Regions from separate parts of the Gossypium arboreum genome. Here region 2 is linked to region 1. Evidence: chromatin contacts called from public Hi-C data. All regions are on one chromosome and are shown on one strand. The core of a region is the stretch at or near the end of the contact, and the rest is flanking DNA. Distances in the headings are between cores, read along the strand shown.

What was found. A called contact is a pair of places that touch in the nucleus more often than the background predicts.
Region 2: a Hi-C map of leaf shows a contact between it and region 1, with 2.7 times the contacts expected there. The contact joins the promoter of LOC108455802 here to the promoter of LOC108456691 in region 1. A contact is called at or near these places in 2 of 5 Hi-C or Micro-C datasets (both in leaf).

What each region holds. Positions count from the first base shown.
Region 1 is chr9:51,363,235-51,367,369 of ASM2569848v2, forward strand. LOC108456691 (probable serine/threonine-protein kinase SIS8) reads left to right here and starts at 1,834. Exons shown (of 13, transcript XM_017755286.2): 1 at 1,834-3,230. The coding sequence starts at 2,736.
Region 2 is chr9:51,568,412-51,572,546 of ASM2569848v2, forward strand. LOC108455802 (F-box protein PP2-B11-like) reads right to left here and starts at 2,436. Exons shown (of 3, transcript XM_017754350.2): 1 at 1,697-2,436; 2 at 778-896; 3 at 178-648. The coding sequence starts at 2,008. The coding sequence ends at 246. The region is part of intron 1 of LOC108479099 (a long non-coding RNA gene); the gene reads right to left.

The DNA of each region.
Region 1 (4,135 bases), core at 584-3,083:
AATATTTAATAAAAGTCTCTACGTTTCATGTATTTAAAATTTAGTCTTTTCATTTTTATTTTTAAGAATTTAATCTCTCTACTTTTTAGATTTAAAAATTAGTTTTTAAATTATATATAACCACATAACATTTTAATTAAAAATAAATAGAAACTATTTGAACTAATTAAGAACATTATAAAATATAAAGAATAAATAATGTTAGAAATTAAAATATAAAATTAAATTTCGATTTTAAACACATTAAAGGGACTAAAATAAAAAAATTAATCATTTTATAAAACGCAATAAAGAACATGGTGGGTGTGCGCCACGCACCAACAAAAGACTTTGGACTTTCCTTTAATATATATGTATATAGATATTGAAATTAACTAATTTTATATTTAAACTAATTCTTTTATTCGTGCAATACACATATTAATTGTGTATTAATTAAAATATATTAAAGATTTTCAAATTCACCCTTACCATAAGTCTATATTATATTTTAAAAAATATATTGAATCAATCAATTTATAAAAAATAGTATATTTAAAACTATTACATTATACATGCATTCAATTGAGATTAATTAAATATTATTTCTAAAATTCGACTTTGAATATAATAGATTTCAATCAACAATTTTTAGATCGAATTGGTGATCGAATCAGTTAGGTTATTGGTTCGTCGATCCGACCAGTTTAATTAAAATTTATATTAAAAAAATCCAATTCAGCTGTCGGTTCAATCGATTTGTATCAATTCTCAATTTAATTGATTTAAAATTACTTTTTGAACCAATATCTCGATCGGTTCTTGATCCAACCGATCTAACTAACCGATCGATCGATTCAAACAATATTAATTTTAATGTACAATTTTTTATATATATTGAACTGATTAAATATTTTTAAAATATAAACTTAAGTATGTATATGTGTATGTATTAACTATATAAAATATTTATTTGATAAGTAGAGTTTTATTTATATCAAATTTCTTTTATAAGGGTTACTAGATGTATTAGATAAATTCTTACAAAGTACATTTGATTCTAATTTTATTATTACAAAAGTTTTCATTGTAGTTCACTCAAAACAAAATATTTAGATAAAATTTGAGTAACAATTGTTGTTAGTCCATGTACTTGGATAAAATTTAAAATTTAATTTCTATAATTAAGAGGTTAAAAATTAAGTCTTTTTATTTTTAATTTAAAGTTTTAGTTCAAATCATTAATATTCTTGATACTTTTTGTCAAAATTTGTCAAGTTGGCATATTGATAAGACTGTTTTAGTATAATATTGAATATGATTGACAACAAATTAAAATTGTAAAATTGACAAATTTTGACAAAATTACAAATAACGATAATGATTGGACTACAATTTTAAATTGAAAAAATAAGAGGATTGAAATTTTAACTTTTAAAGTATAGGGACTAAATTTCAAATTCTAGATAAGTATAGATACTAATTGCACATTTTAACCTTAAAATTTTACAAAAAATGAAAAGCTTTACAAAAGCGGCCGTAATTTGTTATTGCTTTACAGAAGGTGTAATCTTCAAAAAAAGAAAAAAAAAACATTTTTTTTACTTTCCGTTGCAGTAAATTTCATGGCAATAGCAGTTAGAACAACTTTTTGGCTTCAAACTTGGTATCGAATAGAAGCTGACAAAACGAAAATCACGTTAAAAATAGGCAGAAGAAACCCAAAACCAAACAATAATAATAAAAAGTAAATGACTTTTTTTAATCCTCTAATTTTATAAAAAAATTATTTTAACCATTTATTTAATTTTTTATTTTTTAAAATCCTTAAATAATTATTCACCACAAAGAACAGAAAAAAAGCATCAGCAAGTCATTGAAATGAAGTTCATGGTTAAATATGATTCCATTAACCTCAAATTTCCAGCTCATGCCACCACCTTCCAAGTTGTAACCAGAGTTTGGGGACGACAAGAATATAGAGAGAGAGATAGAGATAGAGAGAAAGAAAGAAACAAAGAAAGAAAAAGAAAGTATTTTTGCCACCAAAAACTGGAAAACTTTTTTTCCTTTTTCATTTGGGACCTCGAAAATCCTTGTTGGCTGTTGCCTCTATAAATCAAGTGGGTCAGAGTTTGTTGTTGTTTTTCGAGAGGTCCTACAATCCCACTTGTTAGTCCTTTGCTCCTTCTCTCTCTCTCTCTCTCTACCCTCTGTTTAGTGTTTACCTTCACTACTTGTTTTTAAATATATATATATATTTTCCAAACTACTCCCCTTTTCTATGCTTTCTTCTCTACTATCTATATCCGAAAAAGGAAGATCCATTCTTTTTCTTAATCTGGGTATTGGAATTTTTTGTTGTTTTTTATTTAGTTGTTGAAGTTGAAAGAAAGTGTTTACTTCTTTGTATGCTGTTAAACTCTTCTTTTTTTTTTTTTGGTGGATTTCTTTGTATGAGGAAAGTGGGGGTGTTTCCTTTGAACTGAAGTATCTGGGTCTTTCTGATATTTGACTAACTTTGCTTGGTTGTTTTGTGATTATGGTGGTTTTGGATTTTGGATTTGATGGGTTGATTTTTTGGGAAATCTCGAGAGGTGGAAGGTAATTGGGTTTTTTTTAAAAAAAGGGGGTTCTTAAATTTGTTTTTGGATTAGTTTGAACTTTAGATTTCATGCTTGGTCCAAGACAATGGAGATGTTTATGGCCAGATTTTTATTTCTTTAGCATTGGCTGCTATATCTTAGTGAAATAATATGAAGAACTTCCTCAAGAAACTGCATATGATGTCTAATCAATCGGAAGATGTACAAGGGTCAACTTCATCGAAGAGTAACAAGTCCAGTGATGTATCATCATCTAGTGATAGGCCTTTACAGTCAAGGCCTCATCATAGTCCTGACAACAATAAACCATTATCTGGTCTTTCCAATTGGTTAAATTCAGTTGCTAATAGAAAAAGTCCCAGTCCACCATCTTCTTCAAATGTGAAGAGGGAGGAAACTATGGACCCTGCTGATTTAGCTACTACTAGTGCTTTAGAGGCTGCTTTGGATGCAGTAAGGCGTGATTCAGGGTCTAGTAACTCAAGGGATCCTGATGTAGAAGAGGAATATCAAATACAACTGGCTTTGGAGTTGAGTGCCAGAGAGGATCCTGAGGCAGCTCAGATTGAAGCTGTTAAGCAAATTAGTTTAGGCTCTTGTGCTCCAGAGAATACCCCAGCTGAAGTTATTGCATATAGATATTGGGTATGTTTCCCTCTTCATTCCTTTCTTTAATCTAATTATCTCGGTTGAGTTTAAGCAATTTATCCAAGTATATACTATAGGTTTAGCTAGCTTTAGCCAACTGTTTTGCATTGCATGAAATGTATATTATCTTTTCTCCTTAATTTATTTATATTTCTTTTCTGTTTCATCTTGAACTGCATGTAAACTTTATTTCGTAAATTGGAAAAGTTTGGCATATAAATTTCTGGCATGACGGTAATTTATGCTTTAAGGGGAGAAATACTTTCAAAACCAAATTCAATAATGTTCTGAGGAGGGGTCTCCCTTGCGCTTGTGGTGATTGTGAGTCGTGATCCTTTTCATTTTTTCATTCCACTAAGAAATATGATTTAAATAGCATCATCAAAGCTTAAGCAAAGTTTCCAAATTCCCTATTAGTGCCGCTTTACATTTATCATCTTCCCAATAGAAAGGCAGTATTGTGGTTCAAGTCACTGGTGACAACCTTTTGCTAGAGTTGGTAAAATGTTGAGAAGGCTTATCATTGAAACTAGGTATATGCTGGCAAAAGTCTAGGGACATCTAGTTTCATAATCTTCGATTTTGATGGCTTTTTTTTAGGAATTAGTATGAGGGTTTTTCATTTTGGCTAGTTGTTTATTTCTTGTCTGTTGGTTAATCTTATTGGACTTGAATTTATCCCATTTAGATCTAGCCTCAAGGTTTATTTAAATCATCGTCTGACATTCTGTTCTTTTAAGTGTTAAGTCCATAATCCATTTATTTCTTATCATCAGCTAACATAGTCAGAAACTGAAATTGGTCTTTTAGATAAAGCTCTTTTGTAAGTTTATCATTGCTGCTTCTTAGTTGAATGGACATACTAAATTATATTTGTAAGCTCATGGATCCTTTCAATCCAT
Region 2 (4,135 bases), core at 1,186-3,685, 210 kb after region 1:
CCATTGCGTGTAGGTTATAGATATGTATCTAACATGGATATACTCTTATTTTCTAAGTTCTTCACATGTATTTGGCCATACTCATATCCAAAGATGTGCTGGACATTGGTGTCAAATACGGGTATTTCAGGAAAAATGAAGAGTTCAGGTAATTAAGATATACCATGCTAGCAAATATTCCCACTAAATATGTTGTATAATGTCACAAGCAATAATGTTTATCATACATAGTATGTAATTCTTTTCTATCTGCTATCTTTAGGCCGAATATCGATTCCTTCAATAATAAGTCCCTTTTTAGGGGTATAATTATCGACTTCCCTTAAACTACAAGTAGCTTTCCCATCATCCCCATGTTCATTGAAGAACTCACCCAACTTAACCTCCATCCACCCATCTTCTCTCTCGCGAGAGAATTGAGGAATATTTGCTGAAGGATCTAGGAATATACGAAAAGTTCGCCCGGCATCACTTTCCCCTAACTCGACATGCAGGTCTACAGGTTTTTTCTCGAAGCCGTATCTAGATGATGAAAATTTATAGACAAGGTAAGCTACATAAGTTGTGTTAGGAGACAAAATTTTAGTCTCTATTGTTCCCTTCACATCTAGCCACCACACTTCTTTGAGCTCAGCCACTTCCGAGAATCTAAAAATCCCAGTCAAACATGCATTATTTTACGGGAAATAAAATGTCAGTCCCTAAGACAGTATAACATAGCAACATAGTTATTTAACTTTTAAATACAATAAGAAAAGAAAGCAAGAGTAGGCACACCTAGATTCAGGCACACGTTTCCATCTCCAGTACCTAGGCGTGTTTGCCCAAGTAATTGAAAGCCGTCGGGCCCCCAGCATATAACATTTTTTCCCTGTTGCTTTGTCGAGGCCAAAACTCTGTATAGAAGAATCAAGTTTGTCAACATACTAATCTTCTTTATATATATCAACAAATAAGGAAAGGATTCCACAACATTGGCCATTCATTGATGCTCAAGTTACTAAAGAATCAAGATCAAGGCACCATATGCAATTATTAATTCTACAACTACACTTCCAACGAATTCTCAGTAACTTATGATTCATGTAGCAGTTATAATATATGCAACACTTCTGACCCATATTCCGGGTGAAGTGAGGCGGAGTCTGCCACTTCAGACCTATCGGATGTCACTTCTTAAGGGTTACTACATGAACCAACTAGGCTATCAACACTACATAGATATTATTCCTTTCGCATATGAGTCTCTTGCTACCATAGGCATCAATGTATCTAGGTAAACTCAATGTCTAATATATTCTATCTCTCTAGTCTTAGCAGGTTTGTCCTTTTTCACAGTTCTTTTTCCTGGTTGAGTCCAAATTTCCAATCATCCAAACATTTATATGGACTTCCTAACATGTTTGCTACAATTTGCACCACCATGAATTTGATCTCCAAGCTATTGGCTCTTCAATTTTCCCGGAAAATTCCAAACATAAAGCAGACTAGGCTAATGGGGTTCCCACACAGAATAACACTAAAGCTAAATTTTCCATAAAAACAAACACCCAATAGATCAGATTAATTATAAATCATACACTGGGCTACCCTAATTTCATCAAAAGAAAACTACCCAAATCTTGAAAAACCCATATTATAAATTTAAAAAAGAAAAAGAAAATTGAAAACCAAAAATGAAGATAAAAAGTTTTACCATGGCACCGTTGTCAATAATAATGGGGTTCTTGCAAAGATGGAAATAAAGCTGTGTTTTGGACATGGAAGAAGTCAACAACTTGGAGGATGATGATGAAGAAGCATTGGAAATGATATCATAACAATCAGAGGGAAGAAATTTGCCCCAAATGGTATCAGAATCAGCTGCCGATCTGAAGACCGGAGAGACAAGCTTTGATCGGCAAACATCGGCTGGGGATGTTAAGGAAAGGATGTAAGAAATACACTCTTCTGGTAATATGTTGGTAATATCCTCATTGTTTGTGTTTATGGCCTTCCTATTTCTCATTTCATTTCCCAGTTTGGTCGCTGCTGTTGAGTTCGTAGTTTTTTACCTTCGATATTTTCGGGGGGCTTCATATGGAAATTACCCTTTACTGTCAGCTTCCATCTTTATATCTAATTTTCCTTTAAAGAAATTATATCTAAATTGGGAATTTCTACAATCAGCTTCACTAACAAAAACTTATGAAATTCTTTTATCGTTTTCCTAATAATTACCATTTTATCAATAATTTTAAGGATTTGTTAACATCAACTATAATCAATGATCACATGATCCAATCACCGTAATAACATGTGAAAAAATACTTAAGTAATACTATGTTATTATTTACTAAAATACGTACGAAAATAAATTACATTGTTTTTATTTAATGGATTACCGTTTTTGTATGATATTAATGTTTTAAAATTACAATTAGTCAACTGTGGAGATGGTTGATTACAATGGAGGTGAAAACACGATCGGAGATCGGAACACTAAAAAAGTCCACTTTAAAGGTTTGGGTTTTGATGCGGAAAATGATATGGTTGTGGACTCAATCCTAGCACTAGAAATCTCATGGAATGATAAAGTCTTGGGTCGAGGGGCTCCTAGCTCCGGTATGGATGAGGACTTTGAGCTTTTAGATGGAGATGTGGTGAGAACTATGGTTAATGGTATACTTGTTATTAGTTTCTCTGAGAGGGTTCAACATGTTCTTATTAGAGATATGGTGACTACGGTGGTGGTAAAGCTACTTGGTCAGAATTTATCATATACTATACTATTGAATAGGATTCATAACCTTTGGAAGCCTTCCCAACAGTTTCACCTAATGGATGTGGAAAATAGATATTTTCTGGTTAAGTTTCAGAGTTGAGATGATTAGGACAAAGTGCTTACCCAGGGGCCATAGATTGTGCTTGGTCAGTATCTCACGATTTAACATGGACACTAGAGTTTAATCCTCTTTAGGCTTTCCCTAGAAATACTATGGTGTGGGTCAAATTGCTTAGTCTTCTGGGCTTTCTCTATAAGTGCCAAATCTTGGAGAAAATAGAGGGTTTGATAGGTATTACCAATTTTGACTTTCAGACGGACAAGGGTCGATGGGGAAATTTGCCAAGATGGCTATGTGTATCAATCTAAGGAAACCTCTAGTCTCTCAGATCCTTGTTAACGGAGCGGTGCAGAGGGTGGAGTTTGAATTGCTTCCATTCATTTATTTTTCTTGTGAAAGGTTTGGCCATTTAAAAGAAATGTGCTCGGGTGTGGGGACTTCAAAGGATGTTGTTGTAGGTAAAAGTTAGGCGACGGAAGACTTATCAGAGGTAGACAAAGTGATGGAGCTATTGGATCTATTTGGGCTTTGGATAATTGTTGAGAGGAAGTCACAGTGAAGCTCCAAGGCTCATCAAGTTCTAGAGATGAAACTGACCGTGAATAATGCCCCAAATCTGCCTGAAATGAAAATGGTCGAGATTGGTGCTACGAAGGCAGATTTTTTAGGGATAAGGTTTCAAAAGGGGGATTTTCTAATAATCAAGAATCAAATGAGTCTATCTTGGGTAAAGAAAAATAATGGGTTAGTGTAAAAAACAACGATTAGTTTCAACGTTTTGGGATAAAATATTATGGTTGGGTTGGATTGTGTAACACTCCAAACTCGGCCTAGACGTTATGGCCGAATCTAGCGATGTCACATGAGAGTGTTTTTGAAAACGCATTGACCTTAAAACCGTTCCAGTGATTATCTTTTGCTTAGTTCGGGAAGACGTGGACTAATTGATTTGCTTTAAAACATTTCTTTTACACGGAAGCTTTTGAAACCCAATAATTTTTCAAACCGTTTTTATATACGAAAAATCTTAATTTATTTTAAGAAAATTGTACTTTGTTGCATTGCAGTTTATAAATCCATAATCAACAGTTCAAAATCCCAAATTAAAACCAACTAGTCCCAAAGTCCATCATACATAAAATACCAACAAGAATTAAGCGATGCAATCGCAAAAATCGTAAATAAGCAGTTCAGTCGTGGTGGTCACCGTTGAGCCCTCCGCTGTACTGATCCATCAAGTCTGGGGATTACTTACACAGATTAAATAGAAAAGGGTGAGTTTTTGCAATTCAGTGTGTAATACCAACAGA